Linked DNA regions of Mus musculus: region 2 is linked to region 1. Evidence: chromatin contacts called from public promoter capture Hi-C data. All regions are on one chromosome and are shown on one strand. Each heading gives the region's core, a stretch centred on a gene start, on an enhancer-like site or on the middle of the called end of the contact. The rest is flanking DNA. Distances are from core to core; before and after follow the strand shown.

Region 1 (3,638 bases), core at 301-2,800:
ACTATGTCTAAAAAAAAAATTAGAGAAACAGCAAAAAAACAAACCAAAACAAATATGCAAACAGGACTCTGTTTGGGTGTGGTACATGGCTTTACCTCAGTATTCAAGAGGTAGACACCAAAAAATCCTTGTAGTTCAAGGCTAACCTAGTATACACAGTGAGTTCCAGGCCAGTCAGGGATCCGAGAGAGAGAGAGAGGGAGAGAGAGAGAGAGAGAGAGAGAGACAGAGAGACAGAGAGAGACAGAGAGAGACAGAGAGAGACAGAGAGAGACAGAGAGAAACAGAGACAGAGACAGACAGAGACAGAGAGAGACAGAGACAGAGACAGAGACAGAGACAGAGAGACAGAGGAGGGGGAACTTAGGATTCTGGGTTCCAGTAGTGTCAGGAGAGCACAATTTTTGACTTTCTGAAACCAGGTCACCCCACTTAATAAATTAATAATATTAATTTGCTTCATGCTCCATCAGGAAGACGGGGAGGGGGATGGCTTTTGGACCAGGAAATCTTTACTGCAGGCTTCTGCCTACTCCAGAGACTCAAGGTGGTTCTGTGTGACCTTTTTTTTTTTTTTCTTCTTGTCCCCTGGGAATAGCCCGATGTCTACTCTGCCAGTAGGGCCAGCACTCACCGTTAGACACAGAGAGGTGGATAGGATCACTGACGGGTGCTCCTCGTGTCTGACATCGATACACCCCTGGTGCCTGCACCTCGATGCTCTTCTTGTGGGAAGGCAGGAGGACATGGCCCAGGTACCAGAGAGTGCTAATGGGCCGGAGCTCCAGCAGCAGAGGGTGGTATCCATCACATCTCAGGGTTACTCGCTCTCCCTTGAAGATGGTGGTCCAAGGTGGGTGTAGAGTCAGTACAGGCTTCTCCAGAGTAGCTGGGGATGTGGGGGATGGGGCCGTGTGAGGAAGTAAAGTAAGATGAGGTGCTTGCCCAAAAATAAAGTCCCAGGATTGGGAATTGTTGGGAAACACCAGTTTCTGGGTCCCAGCCCACAGAGGAACCAACCCTGGCAATGAGGGAGACCACAGACATGAGGCTGCAGACAAGGAATCTATTAATCATAAGCCATTTCTGACCGTGTCTATGCTCAAGAACATTTAGTCATCAAGATTGGGCAAGAGTGGGGGGGGGAATACCATCTCAGAACAGCCAGGAACTGGGGCATCTACCCTCGTGGAACTCATCAAAACTTGGATGAGAGATGTATAAGACTTACCAGCTTTTCCACTTCTTGGAACTGCAAAGCAAGAAAGAAGGAAGAGGTTGAGGACTGTCCTCAGTGACAGGAAAGACTCTTGATCCTGGGAAAGCCTGAGTTTCCTTTGTCCATACCAAATTACCCAGCTTTGAGAAAGCTAGCTCCATTTCATCACCCCAAGGCAGACAGAGAACCATATGAAACCTGAGGTCAGCAAAGGTGGCTGCTCTCTTATCCCACATAACCCTGCCCTGTCATACTCTCCCCCTCCCCAAATCCTGCTGATGCCCCCTCATTACTGACTCACCCAGAAGCAGGAGGGCTGCAAGCATCCACATAATGACTCTGCCTGCAGGCTCGGTAGAGGTTGGAGGCATGGATGTGGGGCAGAGAGAAAAAAGATAGATGGAAGCAGACATTGGGAACTGGGAGACACTGTTGCTTCTTCTGTCCATTCCCACTTCCTCAAGATGGTGGAACACAAAGACCAGGATGTCACCTGAGTGTGTTACTCACCTACCCCAAGCATCAAGCACTGTCCTATCTACCCCTCTGTAGCCATGTTCCAGCTCAGCCCAGCCTTGACTTCTATAGAGAAGCCCTATAGAGCTGTGACTTCTACCACTCTCAAGAGTCACATAGATTCCCCAGGCTCCATTGGGTCCATCAATATCCCACTCCCACCCCAACCTTTCCCTAGTAGCCAGTCCCATTGATGTTCATAAAGCCCATCTTATTCCTGCTTAATCCCTGATGACAGGTATTCTTGGTGTGAGGCCTAGAGAGGTCATTGTGTGTTCCGAAGCAGAGCTTATATCCTCCCACCCATGGGTAGACAGAAAGGCGTGATTCATTCATCCTGCTATGCTCCTGCTGACCTGTTGTTCCCCAAGTAAAAACCAGAAGTGTAAAGTGTTTTCTTCTCCTCCCTTCCTCGAATCTGAAACACTTCTTCCCTCCCCACCCACAATGATCTCGAGCTATGGTACCTTCACTTGCTTGCTCCTTTCTTCTTGCCTTCCGTCTGACCCTAACACCCTTCCCCAGCCAAGTCCTAGTCCACAGGGCTATGGCCTGGGAGAGAGGCCACTGACTGCATGAGCCCCTCGGAGGCTTCTCAAATCCGACCTCTCTGCTTCGCTCCTCTGAGCCACGTGACCACACCTGAGCAATGAAGAGCCCAAGTTTCAAGTAAATATTTAATGAAGTTTCCAACCTGATAGTATGTCTCCCTGAGCTCTGCCCTGTCTGCACTGGCGGCTGTTTAGAACCAGGACATCTGCCTTCCTTGGAACCCTAGCAGGAAGGAGATCAGTGGTCAGATACAGTCAGCTCTCCAAGATCCCATCCTCCAGTTTTGCTGAGGCACCAAGTTTTCCTCTGAGAATTCCCTCATATTTTCAGTGCAGTGTGCTTTTTCCCTGTTAAAATACAAATGCATCTGAGGAAAACATGACCAGTCTTCAATTATGCTGACCTTTTTGGATCTTGCTTTGGAAGCATGATTTGATTGGAAGAAGGGAGACAGAGGACAGGGGAGAGGGAGAGGGAAAGGGAGAGAGAGAGTTATCATGTAGGTCTGAAAAGTAGGATGGTATCTGATAAGGTGAGCCAGCGTAGGGGAGGAGGGAACCGGAGAGAGCCGAGATGAATGCCCATTTAGGCAGCACTCATGTGCTTCCCTACAGCCCTGCCTGCCTCCTCATCTTGGGACCAGTGTGGGATTCCTCACACCAACCACAGCCTGTCCCCACGGTCTGACTTCTGCACGGCCCACCACCTCTACAGTAAAAGTTCGCAGAGTCTACACAAGCAGACTATTTGGCTTCTCATAAGTCAGAACCAAGATCCCAGTCCCTTGCCTGGGTTCCAGAAGAAACCTGATCACATTAAAACTTCATGAGCTGTGTCGTCTTTCTTGAACTTATAGGAATCGGCCTCGGAGCTCATTAGCCATTCAGATAATGCTTGGAACTGGATCCAAAAAGCATCCTGCCCAACACCCGCTTATTCCACTTCCCTCTGAACTTTTCTCAAGTGGGTCTTTTTCTCTACGCAGGACCCTTCCCATAGGATTTTAATTCTTTGATGCTTTGCACACTGCTAAGGCTTTTAGTATGCAGACAAGTTTGGAAAGTATTAGGTTACTTTGGGTTTGTTTTGTTTTTCCTTGTTAAGGGTGTGCTATCCTGCACAGCCTGGTCTCAAACTCTCAAGTGGGCTAAAGTGTTTCTAGTTTCCTCAGCCCTCTCGGTGCTGGGACAACAGTGGGTTTGAGTAGTTCTTTGAAGTCTTTGAAATCTGTCACAACAGTACGTCCTGACAAGATGCAACATCATCTGATACAGACTGTGGTAAGAGGAATGTTCTCAGGGACAATGTGGGACAGTGAGCTGGAGTTACAGGTGGTCATGAGCCACCATGT
Region 2 (3,838 bases), core at 987-3,486, 38 kb after region 1:
AAAGGAGCCTATCAAGCACTCAACCTCACCAGTCCCGACAGAACCCAAGAGTGCTGGCTGTGTCTGGTATCGGGACCCCCCTACTACGAAGGGGTTGCCGTCCTAGGTACCTACTCCAACCATACCTCTGCCCCAGCTAACTGCTCCGTGGCCTCCCAACACAAGCTGACCCTGTCCGAAGTGACCGGGCAGGGACTCTGCGTAGGAGCAGTTCCCAAAACCCATCAGGCCCTGTGTAATACCACCCAGAAGGCGAGCGACGGGTCCTACTATCTGGCTGCTCCCGCCGGGACCATCTGGGCTTGCAACACCGGGCTCACTCCCTGCCTATCTACCACTGTACTCAACCTCACCACCGATTACTGTGTCCTGGTTGAGCTCTGGCCAAAGGTGACCTACCACTCCCCTGGTTATGTTTATGACCAGTTTGAGAGAAAAACCAAATATAAAAGAGAGCCGGTGTCATTAACTCTGGCCCTGCTGTTGGGAGGACTTACTATGGGCGGCATAGCTGCAGGAGTAGGAACAGGGACTACAGCCCTAGTGGCCACCAAACAATTCGAGCAGCTCCAGGCAGCCATACATACAGACCTTGGGGCCTTAGAAAAATCAGTCAGTGCCCTAGAAAAGTCTCTGACCTCGTTGTCTGAGGTGGTCCTACAGAACCGGAGAGGATTAGATCTGCTGTTCCTAAAAGAAGGAGGATTATGTGCTGCCCTAAAAGAAGAATGCTGTTTCTATGCAGACCACACTGGCGTAGTAAGGGATAGCATGGCTAAGCTAAGAGAAAGGCTAAACCAGAGGCAAAAATTGTTCGAATCAGGACAAGGGTGGTTTGAGGGACTGTTTAACAGGTCCCCATGGTTCACGACCCTGATATCCACCATTATGGGCCCTCTGATAGTACTTTTATTAATCCTACTCCTCGGACCCTGCATTCTCAACCGCTTGGTCCAGTTTGTAAAAGACAGAATTTCGGTGGTGCAGGCCCTGGTTCTGACCCAACAGTATCACCAACTCAAATCAATAGATCCAGAAGAAGTAGAATCGCGTGAATAAAAGATTTTATTCAGTTTCCAGAAAGAGGGGGGAATGAAAGACCCCACCATAAGGCTTAGCAAGCTAGCTGCAGTAACGCCATTTTGCAAGGCATGAAAAAGTACCAGAGCTGAGTTCTCAAAAGTCACAAGGAAGTTTAGTTAAAGAATAAGGCTGAACAAAACTGGGACAGGGGCCAAACAGGATATCTGTGGTCGAGCACCTGGGCCCCGGCTCAGGGCCAAGAACAGATGGTACTCAGATAAAGCGAAACTAGCAACAGTTTCTGGAAAGTCCCACCTCAGTTTCAAGTTCCCCAAAAGACCGGGAAAAACCCCAAGCCTTATTTAAACTAACCAATCAGCTCGCTTCTCGCTTCTGTAACCGCGCTTTTTGCTCCCCAGCCCTATAAAAAGGGTAAAAACCCCACACTCGGTGCGCCAGTCATCCGATAGACTGAGTCGCCCGGGTACCCGTGTTCCCAATAAAGCCTTTTGCTGTTTGCATCCGAAACGTGGCCTCGCTGTTCCTTGGGAGGGTCTCCTCAGAGTGATTGACTACCCAGCTCGGGGGTCTTTCAAACCTATCCTCTGGTGCTCATTTCTCCCTCCTGTATCTAGAAACACTCTAAGGGTCAAGGTTTGCCACGCTCTCTCCCACTCTTTCACTTAGCCAAGGATGAAAGTGTCCTTCCCTGCTCAGCTGGGGTTTGTTCTTGGTAACTGTGCCACAGTTTGGAACAGAAAACAAACAAACTTAGTAGTAGACCATTCTCTAGACTCTTCAAATTGGTCTTAAAGTGAGTGATGGCACACACCTCTAATCCTAGTACCCAGAAGGCAGAGGCAGGAGGATCTCTATGAGTTCCAGGACAGCCAGGACTACATAGAGAGACTCTGTCTCAAAAAAGAAAAAGAAAGAAAGAAGGAAAGAAGGAAGGAAGGAAGGAAGGAAGGAAGGAAGGAAGGAAGGAAGGAAGGAAGGAAGGAAGGAAGGAAAAGCTCTTGAAGTTCTTGGCCTACAGAAAAACCTGAAATAAGTGTCTTTTTGTCTAGTCTCTGTATCAGTTACTGGTCCTTCTGCTGTGATGGAAGGAAGGTTTATTTGGTGTCAGAGTTGAGGGTACAATGTAACACTGCAGAGAAGAGGTAGGGAACAGAGTCCCAGACAGCTTTTCACATTGCATCTGCAATTGAGGAAGCAAAGAAAGATGACAGCCCTTGCTAGCCTCTCCCTTTTCAAGCAGTTCAGGACTTTAGTTCCTGGAATGCCCCTGCCCACATTCACGGTGGGTCTTCCCATCTCCTTTAATCTAATTCAGACAGTCCTTCATAAGCACGCCCAGAGGCTTGTTGCCTAGGTGACTCTAGATCTTATCAGGTTGACAGTCAATTTAAACCTTCAAAGTCTCTTCATGGTGACTCTGCAAATTTGTTTAGCAGACACCAAGGTTTATCTTTCCTCTCTGTTACTTTCCTTAAGATTGCGGGCATAGGATAAAGCCTTTAATTCTCAGCCACCCTGGATTTTCTCAGTGTGTTAATTAGTTAAAATGATTGTTGAAACAAAATACCTAGCAGAAAACAAAACATCCTAGAAGGTGTAGAATAGAAAAAGTATGGGGTATGTGGGTCACACCTGTAATCCTAGCACTCGCTTGTATTCAGATGCTAAATTCTGTACCCTAAGATCTGGTTGCTCCAAGATGAGCAGATTCTCAAGTATATCATCAGCTTTGGTTGTTTAAACCTTGCCCCCCAGTTATCCATGATTGGTTAATAGACACCTACAGTCTATAGTTGGGAAGAAAAGAGGTAGGTGAGGCTTCAGTTCCTAGGCTTGTGATCTGGGGTAGGGCCAGCAAGAAGAGGAGAGGGGAGGGGAGGGGAGGGGAGGGGAGGGGAGGGGAGGGGAGGGGAGGGGAGGGGAGGGGAGGGGAGGAGAGGAGAGGAGAGGAGAATAAGAGGGGGAAAAGTTGTCATGGGGTAGGTGGACCACGAGCACAAACAAGGCCATGAGGACTGGCCTGTTGAAGTAGCAGTGGCCCAGGCAGAACATACCAAACGATATCTCACGGTTATTGACAGGGAATAGACAAAATAGCACAGAGGGTTGATATCTGCCCAACTCTAGTGCTTTTAAGGCTTATTATAAATATAAAGGTTTTGTGTCTTTTATGTGGGAACTAAATGATCTAAGGTGGGGTAGAAACCCCAAATAATATTTACAGCAACGGGCTACGGTGTAAGTCTGTGGGGGGAAAATAAAAAGCAAACCGTATAGTTGCTAGAGACTGACGCAACCATGGGGCTATATCACATCACACATCATGTGACCATTCAAACAGGGAAGAAACAAGACCATCCCAAACTAGCAGAAGCCAACAGGGCTTATCAAGACTGCCACAGTGTTATTACTTCACTGTAATTCCATCTCTATTCTGTTAGTCTGGAAGCGTCTCATTCCAATCGTTGAATCTGAAATCCAAAAACCTCAGGTAAGAACAGAGGAGCATGCCTTTAATCCCAGCACTTGGAAGGAAGAGGCAGGTAGATCTCTGGGTTCCAGGCCAGCTAGATCTATGTAGAGTTCCAGGATGGTCAGGGCTGAGCAAATGCTATTCTCAGACAAACTCCAATGCACCCCTTGAGTATCCAATAATCCTATATATACCTTAGCTCACGAATAAGACCTTTCTTCCATTAAAACTTATACATAAAAAAAGCTATGCAAAGCCCTAGCAATCATACTCTTTGAGAAACACATTCACACCTCTCAAGTGTATATTTTTACTCTATAG

What was found. Promoter capture Hi-C pulls out the DNA fragments that hold promoters and counts their contacts.
Region 2: a promoter capture Hi-C map of macrophages shows a contact between it and region 1, with 15 read pairs. The contact joins the enhancer-like site here to the promoter of Fcrlb in region 1. A contact is called at or near these places in 18 of 39 promoter capture datasets (the 3T3-L1 cell line, 3T3-L1-derived adipocytes, the C10 cell line and 13 more), 1 of 15 datasets of contacts at CTCF or cohesin (the NIH/3T3 cell line), 9 of 484 Hi-C or Micro-C datasets (the Patski cell line, bone marrow-derived dendritic cells, bone marrow-derived macrophages and 5 more), 27 of 115 datasets of contacts at active chromatin or transcription factors (CD4 single positive thymocytes, the HPC-7 cell line, the NIH/3T3 cell line and 15 more) and 8 of 9 other capture datasets (adipose tissue, bone marrow-derived macrophages, embryonic stem cells and 5 more).

What each region holds. Positions count from the first base shown.
Region 1 is chr1:170,911,391-170,915,028 of GRCm38.p6, forward strand. It overlaps Fcrlb (Fc receptor-like B), which reads right to left and starts at 1,551. Exons shown (of 6, transcript NM_001029984.2): 1 at 1,521-1,551; 2 at 1,232-1,252; 3 at 635-889. The coding sequence starts at 1,551.
Region 2 is chr1:170,948,560-170,952,397 of GRCm38.p6, forward strand. It overlaps Gm39701, which reads left to right. Exons shown (of 2, transcript XM_011238892.2): 2 at 807-1,204. The coding sequence ends at 1,059. Among named protein-coding and RNA genes, the nearest start is that of Gm39701, 5.4 kb to the left of the region's middle. Within about 2 kb of position 2,237, at least 40 of the 459 cell types and tissues checked have an H3K27ac peak or open chromatin away from gene starts, as enhancers often do. A contact at or near this core is called in the HPC-7 cell line, double positive thymocytes, macrophages and 2 more, where this site is marked.